Linked DNA regions of Mus musculus: regions 1 and 3 are each linked to region 2. The links are chromatin contacts, called in public Hi-C and promoter capture Hi-C maps. All regions are on one chromosome and are shown on one strand. The core of a region is the stretch at or near the end of the contact, and the rest is flanking DNA. Distances in the headings are between cores, read along the strand shown.

What was found. Promoter capture Hi-C pulls out the DNA fragments that hold promoters and counts their contacts. A called contact is a pair of places that touch in the nucleus more often than the background predicts.
Region 1: a Hi-C map of Sertoli cells shows a contact between it and region 2, with 2.0 times the contacts expected there. The contact joins the enhancer-like site here to the promoter of Baz1a in region 2. A contact is called at or near these places in 19 of 39 promoter capture datasets (the 3T3-L1 cell line, 3T3-L1-derived adipocytes, the C10 cell line and 13 more), 1 of 15 datasets of contacts at CTCF or cohesin (large pre-B cells), 16 of 484 Hi-C or Micro-C datasets (B cells, CD4 T cells, CD8 central memory T cells and 13 more), 11 of 115 datasets of contacts at active chromatin or transcription factors (the 230-238 cell line, CD8 T cells, the HPC-7 cell line and 6 more) and 4 of 9 other capture datasets (adipose tissue, liver, macrophages and 1 more).
Region 3: a promoter capture Hi-C map of the HPC-7 cell line shows a contact between it and region 2. The contact joins the enhancer-like site here to the promoter of Baz1a in region 2. A contact is called at or near these places in 16 of 39 promoter capture datasets (the 3T3-L1 cell line, 3T3-L1-derived adipocytes, the C10 cell line and 8 more), 1 of 15 datasets of contacts at CTCF or cohesin (CD8 T cells), 28 of 484 Hi-C or Micro-C datasets (B cells, the Ba/F3 cell line, the C10 cell line and 17 more), 15 of 115 datasets of contacts at active chromatin or transcription factors (CD8 T cells, the HPC-7 cell line, the SCID.adh cell line and 7 more) and 3 of 9 other capture datasets (adipose tissue, liver and pancreatic islet).

Annotation. Positions count from the first base shown.
Region 1 is chr12:55,032,151-55,034,850 of GRCm38.p6, forward strand. No RefSeq gene overlaps it. Among named protein-coding and RNA genes, the nearest start is that of Gm24296, 36 kb to the left of the region's middle. Within about 2 kb of position 1,436, at least 5 of the 459 cell types and tissues checked have an H3K27ac peak or open chromatin away from gene starts, as enhancers often do. A contact at or near this core is called in Sertoli cells, where this site is marked.
Region 2 is chr12:54,985,018-54,987,717 of GRCm38.p6, forward strand. It overlaps Baz1a (bromodomain adjacent to zinc finger domain 1A), which reads right to left and starts at 1,319. Exons shown (of 27, transcript NM_013815.2): 1 at 1,145-1,319; 2 at 649-790. The coding sequence starts at 761.
Region 3 is chr12:54,943,670-54,946,369 of GRCm38.p6, forward strand. Baz1a (bromodomain adjacent to zinc finger domain 1A) reads right to left here. Exons shown (of 27, transcript NM_013815.2): 6 at 308-395. Among named protein-coding and RNA genes, the nearest start is that of Gm51983, 26 kb to the right of the region's middle. Within about 2 kb of position 1,447, at least 1 of the 459 cell types and tissues checked has an H3K27ac peak or open chromatin away from gene starts, as enhancers often do. A contact at or near this core is called in the HPC-7 cell line, where this site is marked.

The DNA.
Region 1 (2,700 bases), core at 186-2,685, 47 kb after region 2:
CTATCCTGTCTACAAGAAATGCAGGCATGGGGGATGGAGCAGAAACTGGGGGAATGGCTAACCAATAAGCGGCCCAACTTGAGACCCATCCCATGGACAAGCACCAATCTCTAGCGCTATTAATGATACTTTGTTATGTTTGTGGCCAGGAGCATGTTGTCCTTGGAGAGGCTCCACCCAGCAGCTGACTCGGACAGATACAGCCAAAGAGTGGATGGAGCTCGGGGACTCTTATAGAAGAATAGGAGGAAGGATTGTGGGCCCTGAAGGGGATAGGAACTTCACAGGAAGACCAACAGAGTCAACTAACCTGGAACCTTGGAGCTCTGAGAGTCTGAACCACCAAACACAAAACATACATGGGCTGGACCTAGGCCTCTCTGCACATATGTAACAGATGTGCAGCTTGGTTTTCATGTGGGTTTCAAACAACTGGAATGGGGGCTATCCCAAAAGCTACTGTCTGTCTGTGGGATGTGTTCTTCTAGCTGGGCTGCCTTGTCTGGCCTCAGTGGGAGAGAAAGGGCCTAGCTTAGACTTGAAATGCCAGGGTATCCAGGGACCCCCCATCCACTCAGAGGAAAAGGGGAGGGAAACGGGAAGGGTGAAGGATTGTGGGAAGGGGTGACTGGCAGGGGGGCAGTGAGTGAGATGTAAAGTGAATAAGTTAAAAAAAAAGCTAAATAAAAAACCCAGCAACTTGCAATCTGGACTGCATTTTATAACATTAGGAATAACAGACTTAAAGATGTTCATGTATGTTAGATCAAATTAAGGAGGCCCTTTCCTTCTGTCTGATGTGCCTCAGCTGTGGGAAGGGCTAGTTTGAAGTTTGCAGTCACCCGGTTATAATCTTTGCCAGACACCTTTTTGTGTCCCAAGAAAGGGGCTACCATGCTGGAGATCCAACTTGTCTCCTTTTAGTTTGTCTTTCTTGACATCAACAAAAGCAACTTCATCTGCCAAGTCCTTCATTAAGATACTTGAAGGCACAGGCTGTGTCAACAGCACCTACCCTAACAGCTGGAATCTTATTCTGGGGGCCTGTCCTTCCTCCAGAAGATGGGAAATCAGCTCATCCTTGAGGTTTGCTGTCCTGAACTTGAAACCCAGAGCACACGATTGCAAACATCAGGGCCACTTTAGCAGGACTCAGACAGCAGCTCCATCGCTGTTTTAAGTTCTTTTGAGACAGAATCTCACTGTAGCCCAGACTGGACCGGAACACTCTATGTAACTTAGACTGGTCTCCAATTTGTGGGAATCTTCCTGCCTCTGCCTACTGAGTGCTGGCATTACAGGTGTGAGCAACCATGCCTGACTATAAACTCCCCTTACTACCTAAGCTAGGGCCTTTTTTCCCTTCTGTTACTTGCAGCCCTGAAGCCTGGGTATGGTGGTGCTTGCCTGTAGTCCTAGGTCTTGGGAGGAAGACAGTCAAGGCCAGCTTTGGCTACATAGTAAGCTGGAGGCCAGACATGGCTACAATGTGTCAAGAAAGGAGAAGAAAGGAGAAGAAAGGAGAGAGAGAGAGAGAGAGAGAGAGAGAGAGAGAGAGAGAGAGAGAGAGAAAGGAAACCCAGGCAGATGTACCATTTCTATCCCCTGGCTTACAATTAGAATAAGGCCTGTATTTCTTTACATTTTTTATTTTAATTTTTAAAATTATGCATATATATTTGTGTGGAGTGTGTGTGTCTCTGTGTGTCTGTTTATGTGTGTCTGTGTGAGCCTGTGTGTATGTTTATGTATGTGTGTGTGTGTGTCTGTGTGTGTGTGCCTGTGTGTGTGTCTGTCTCTCTGTCTCTCTGTGTGTCTGTCTCTATGTCTCTACATGTGTGTGTGTCTGTGTCTCTGTGTGTGTATGCCTGTGTATGTGTGTCTGTTTCTGTGTGTGTGTGTGTTTGTCTAGTGCCCACAAAGGTCAGAGGCTGTGGATCACCTTGGATTAGGAGTTAAAGGTGGTTGTGAGCCTCCCCATGTGGGTCATAGGAACCACAGTCAGCTACATGAGTTTTGTGTTCTGAACCCCTGAGCCCTCTCTCCAGCTCTGTATTTGGTTTTTGTATTTTTAAATCATTTCATTATTTATTTATGTGTCTGACTGTTTTGCCTGTATGTATGTCTATGCACCATAGAGTCTAGGACAGGGTTGTTACATCTTTGGAATAATATACAGACCATTGTGAGCCAGCACCTAGGGGCTGGAAGTCTGACCCTGACCTTCTGGGAGAGCAGAGCCAGTGCCCTTATATGCTGAGCCATGGCTCTAGCTCCTTGTATTTGCTTTGTAACTTAAGAAGTATGACTTTACAACATCTATAATAAAGATTGGCATTCCCCATAGTAAAAATTACACAGGAGGCACTACGGATCATTTAACCCCTCATTTTCAAGTGAGAAAACTGAAGGTTAAAGTGACAAAGTCATACAACCAGTTGATAGCTCACAGCCCCGTCCCTGCACAAAGCAGCATCTTTTCAGGGAAACATTTGGATACATCGAACAACAGTCTATTTGCTTGTTTTGGGTATAGTAGCTGCACAATCAGTGAAACAGTTAGCAAGGACTTTAGGGAGAGCAAACAAATAAGGGATGGTCCATGGGTGGTTAAATAATTATATTATGAGCACTTAAGGCTAAAAAAGTCCTTAACTTTCTTATTATTAGTCACAGAAGGAGTCTATTTGTCACTTAGAT
Region 2 (2,700 bases), core at 69-2,568:
CGCAGGTCTCCTGGGGGCGGAGACGCCGAGTTCCCCGGGGACCGGAGTTTAGTCACCAAGAAGAGGCGGTGACAGAGCGTGGCTCTCGTCGCACACTCCCAGGCCTAGGCGGCGCGGGACGCGAGGCCGCCGCTCAGGACACCCGTGCCCCAACGCTCCCCGGCCCCGTCCTCCCGGCCGGTGAAGTAACCCCTTTGCCCCCAACGCGGAGCGAGCCTCCACTCCCGCCCCGTCCCCACCTCAGCCCCGGCAGCCTCCCACTACCAAACGTCAGAAGCCACGCGCGACCGCGAAAAACCCAGTCCGGGGCCAGCCCGCTTCCTGCCCTCGGGCTCGGAGAATCCCTCTCCGGGCTGAGGCACCGGGGCGGCGCGCGGGCTGACCCGGCGGGGATCCCGGAACCGGCGGCCGAGCGCGTGCGGCCACGGCGGGGAGGGGCGAGGCGGGGAGTTTCCGCCCGCCCGGGCGAGCGCGGCGGCTCCGAGCGGTCGCCGGCCTCCGCGGGCCCCGCCGCCAGCCGCCCCACGCGGTCACGGCGCGCGGGGGATGGGCGGCCCGGCCACCCGTCACGAGCCCCGGGAGAGAAAGAGGAGACAGACAGACAAAAGGGCGCGGGGGCGGCTGTCCCCGCTGCGCGGCCGGCCTTACTCGTAGTGGCGGAAGATCTCGTTGGTGACTTTACAGTAGAAAACTTCCTCGTCCGGCCGCAGGTCCCCCGGCGGCTTCTGCCTCACGAAAGGCTTTCGGTGAAGCAGCGGCATCTCCCGGCTGCGCGCGTCCGCCCGCGCCCCTAGCAAATTGGAGGGAAAGGAGAAAGCCGGTAAGGTCGGGGAGCGCCGGGGCGGCTCGGCTGCCTTTTGTGTGACAGACGAGTCCGGTCCTCCCCGCCGCCGGGGTGCCCAGTCTGTCGGGCGGCCGCGGCCCCGGCGCGCCCCGCGGGCGCCTCACAATGGGGCGGACGCCCGGCGGCGGGCGGTGCGGCGGCTCCCCCCCCCACCCCCCAGCGCCGCTCCGGGCCGCCGCACCACCGGTCCCGGGACTCGCAACGTGCTCGACGCATCCCCGGGGCTAGGCGGCCACGGAGCCCGGGCGCCGCCGCGCTTTGTTCCCGGTTCCCCGGGACGCCGGCTGGCGAGCCCCTCACCTGCGAGCACTTGCCCGCCGCCGCACCTTCCCACGAGGAACGCCGCGAGGTCCCGGCCCGCCCCGCCCCGGAGTCTCTCCCGGCCGCCGCCGCTCCCGCTGCCACTGCCGGGCTCCGCGCGGGGATCGCGTCCCGCCGGCACTTCCCCGCCTCTCCGCGCTCCCGGGAAGTTTCTGAGCTACTTTCGGCTCTGAAGGAGGAAGAGCTGTGGGGAGGAGCTTTTCGCTTCTCGCTTCTACCTTTTTATTGGCTACTGGATGACTTTTACAGCCTGTCACTGATACAGGAAGAGAGGGCGAAGAGCCTGGGAGAGCTACATTATTAATTAATGGAGCAACCCCTCGTGAGGAATCAGAAGCATCCTCCATGTTTGAGATTATCGGCCAGAAGATCTGGGGAAAGCGCTAGTGTTCCTTAAACACATGGCAGACAAAGTAAAGTCTTCATCTTTTCCAATGGGCCACCAGCGCCCAGCTATTGAGTTGAAAAGGGGATTCCGGCTCCGATTTAAATTGCGTTTTGAAGAAAGGAAGAATAAGAAACGAAATCGCTAAAACCCTCAAAGTATTTTGCATGCGTAATCATCCATCTTGAAAGAAAGAACTTTTTTTGACACCAGTCCTTCTTGATACTTAAAACAATTCAAAGAGTTTGATAGCTCAGGAAAAGACAAAAGTTTGAAATGTCATCTCACTTATATGATCCCCCTACATATTTAAAACTAAACCCAGAATTTTTAAAAAGTATAAGTAACTTATAATCTACAAGTAACTTAAGGTCAATTTTCAGTTCAATTAGAGTCCTAACGATGTTAAATTTACTACCGAGATGTCTCATTAAACAATTTTCCCATATCAGTAATTTTCACAAATGAAACCAAATTTAATTCTTATAAGACTTGGGACTTTTGAATTGAAAAGGATATTCTAAGTTAGAAGTCATTCAGAATGTTCACCAACTTTTAATAATTTTTGCCATCACTCTATTTGCTTATTTGCAAATTAACATGTAAGAATGAGTCTAAAAGTATAACTGAGGAATAGTCTTCCAGTAAAATGTTACTTTTTTTCCTAATTACTAATGCTGTGAAATGATTTTAAAAACTGGGATCTTCTATAACTATTTGTATGTGGGTGGTGGTGTTTAAGACTATTTACCAGTTATGAACTTCTCAAACTACTATGATTATAGAACGAGTAAAATAATACTTGGTGAAAGTCTGTTCTATGGCACTAAAAAGCAGTTAATAGTGTGTGTGCATACACATTTCTGCATGAGCATAGCCACAGAAGCTTACAAGTCTCCCAGTGGCAAGTATATACGTAAGACTGTATGCTTTTCAGAGAAGTACACAGTACACACTTAAAGACTTGGTGTTTTGAAAATTGACCTCCAAATTTCTGAGTTCGAGGCCAGCCTGGTCTACAGAGTGAGTTCCAGGACAGCCAGGGCTATACAGAGAAACCCTGTCCCGAAAAACAAACAAACAAAAAACTTTTAAAAAATTGACCTCCAAATAATATACAGAATAATAGTAAGAATTCTCTAGGAAGTAG
Region 3 (2,700 bases), core at 197-2,696, 41 kb before region 2:
TTGAGCATTTATTTAGCACTATTATGAGTCCTTCTGTTCTCTGTAAGGCAGTTAAAATCCGTAAGTCACTAAACAACTTTCCAAGTTCTCCACCTGTTTTCATCTGCCTTAGTTGATCAGCTATTCAATAAAATGTGGTAGTAGAATAAAAAACACTTTAAAAAGTATTAAAGATTAACTCCCCAGATAAAACGAGAGCTATTTAAATCACCTTTGAAATATCATTCTATCAATGTTACAAATCTATAATATTATACATTTGTTATTTTTATTTCTTTCCAATATATGATTTCAGTATTTTCATTACCTTAATTTTAATGACTCCATCTTGTGCTTCACAGTGTTGCTTGAGAAAAAGCTTTAGTTTATCACGAGAAAATAGATGTTTTCTCCGGCTGATGTTGGGGGAAGAAGGTAATATTAGTGCTAACAATTTAATCAGAACTCGATAATCACTATACATTTGAAACTTGACTTCTAAGCCCAGGAGTCTACACAGTGAGAATATTCATCTTTCAAAGATAGTTAGTAAACTTTATTAGAAACTCTACACAGAGGAATTATTCAAGAAATTAGAAAAACTGGAATGGATCAATTATAAAAAGCCTATTATAAAAACAATGTATTTGCTGTTCAAAAACAGAAATAAAGTAAATAGGAGCATTGTTTTTAAACTATTATTTCAAAATTAAAATTAGTAGAAAAATTAAAATAAAAATGATTGGCTATGACAGCATCAACTAGTCACCTGTTCACATAGATATTGTAAGCAAAACATAATGAGATGTTAGCAAATTTTAAAGCACTTTGTGTTTAACCTCATACACCAAGTTCAAGATAAAGTTAAAGAGAATTATTAGATTTCAAAGAAGCAATTTTTTTCTTTCTTTTTTTTTTTTTTTTTTGAGACAGGGTTTCTCTGTGTAGCCCTGGCTGTCCTAGAACTCACTCTGTAGATTAGGCTGGCCTCTAACTCAGAAATCCGCCTGCCTCTGCCTTTCGAGTGCTGGGATTAAAGGCGTGCGCCACCACACCCCGCTCAAAGAAGCAATTTTAATTATCACTTTGATTTTCCTTGAAAGCAGCAAGGGCAGCAATAAACACCACAACAAACAAAACCAAGACAGTCAAAAAACAAAGGGAAACAAAGCCAGCACAACAATCCTGGCAAATGGAAATGTCTTAATGAAATTCGGTACATGTCTTTCAAACAAAAGTAGAGAGCTGCTCGGTGAGTACGCATCCCTGGACCTGAAACCAACTGTGTTCCTTTCCTGGTCTTCAAAGGTTTTTGCCCAGCTGCTGCCCAGGATTCGGAGCAGCTGGCAAACAGAAGGGAGCAACTTACTGACAATGAACACATTGATTCCTGAAGTCTGCATTGTCTGACATGGTGGCCAGTAGCCGCAAATGGGTTTTCTCTTTATAAATACATAAAAAGTTAGTTCCTCATTTTCACTTCAAATAAGGATCAAAAGCTGTAAGTGGCAATTAGCTGTCACTGAACAGGACATTTCATTAACAGTGAAGTTCTATTTGTTACGAGTTCTCTAGTGTGTCAAGTCTCTAACAGGAATAGTACAGGAATAGCACTTTTGAGCCCAATAAGAGTTGTAAGTTAGAGGCTGGAGGAGGCCCAGTGGTCTCCAGCATTTGTGCCTTGCAGAGAAACTGGGTTCTCATTATCCACATGACAGCCCACAATGGTAACTCCAGCTCCAGGAGATCCAAAGCCTTCTCTGTAACCTCTGTGGGGACTAGGAACGCCATGCTGACAAAAACATTCACACACATAAAATAAAGAATCTAAAAAGTAAAACAAAACAAAAAAATCAACTGAAGAGCTGTGTCAGATTGTGTGTTATTTTACTACTTCACTGCCAAGCACAATTTCTTACTCTAATTCTTTAGCTCATGGCCTAGTTGTCCATCACTGGGAAGAGAGGTCCTTTGATCTTGCAAACTTTTATATGCCCCAGTACAGGGGAACGCCAGGGCCAAGAAGTGGGAGTGAGTGGGTAGGGGAGCAGGGTGGGGGAAGGGTATAGGGAACTTTCAGGATAGCATTTGAAATATAAATGAAGAAAATATCTAATTAAAAAAAGATATAAAAAAGAAAATGAGCCAGTAGGGATGGAACTGAAGTCTAGAGGAGTTATAAACTAGAAGTCAAAAAGTAAATAGAAAAATGAACAATATTAAATCGAAACCAGCACTTTTGAACTGCTATCTATACTTTGAACTAAAGACAAAAGGAGACAAAAGAAGTCAACTGTGAGTGAGGGTAGTCCCTGGCCCCACCTCCTAGTCACTAACCCTGATTAGCTAACCCGATTGGCACTCAGTACCTCAGGCATGTTCCACCTGGTGACATTGCTATACAACACTGACTGCTACAAAGTTTATCCTAGAGAACCACACAATTGAGTTATTCTAAAATAATAATTTAAATGATAAAATGTAACAGTTTAAGTACGTTTATGAATTTTTTTGTTGGGCTAAATACTGGGATATATGTGGCCCACTGGACATACCTGCTACAGATCTTAAACTAATGATGTGGCCTGACAAACAAACCAATCACACACCTCACTGCACTACAAAAGGTGACATATCTGGGCTGGTGACCTGGTTCAGTTCGCAACAGCACTTGATGCCAAGCCTGACCTACTTTTGACCCCTGGAATTCAACATGGCAGA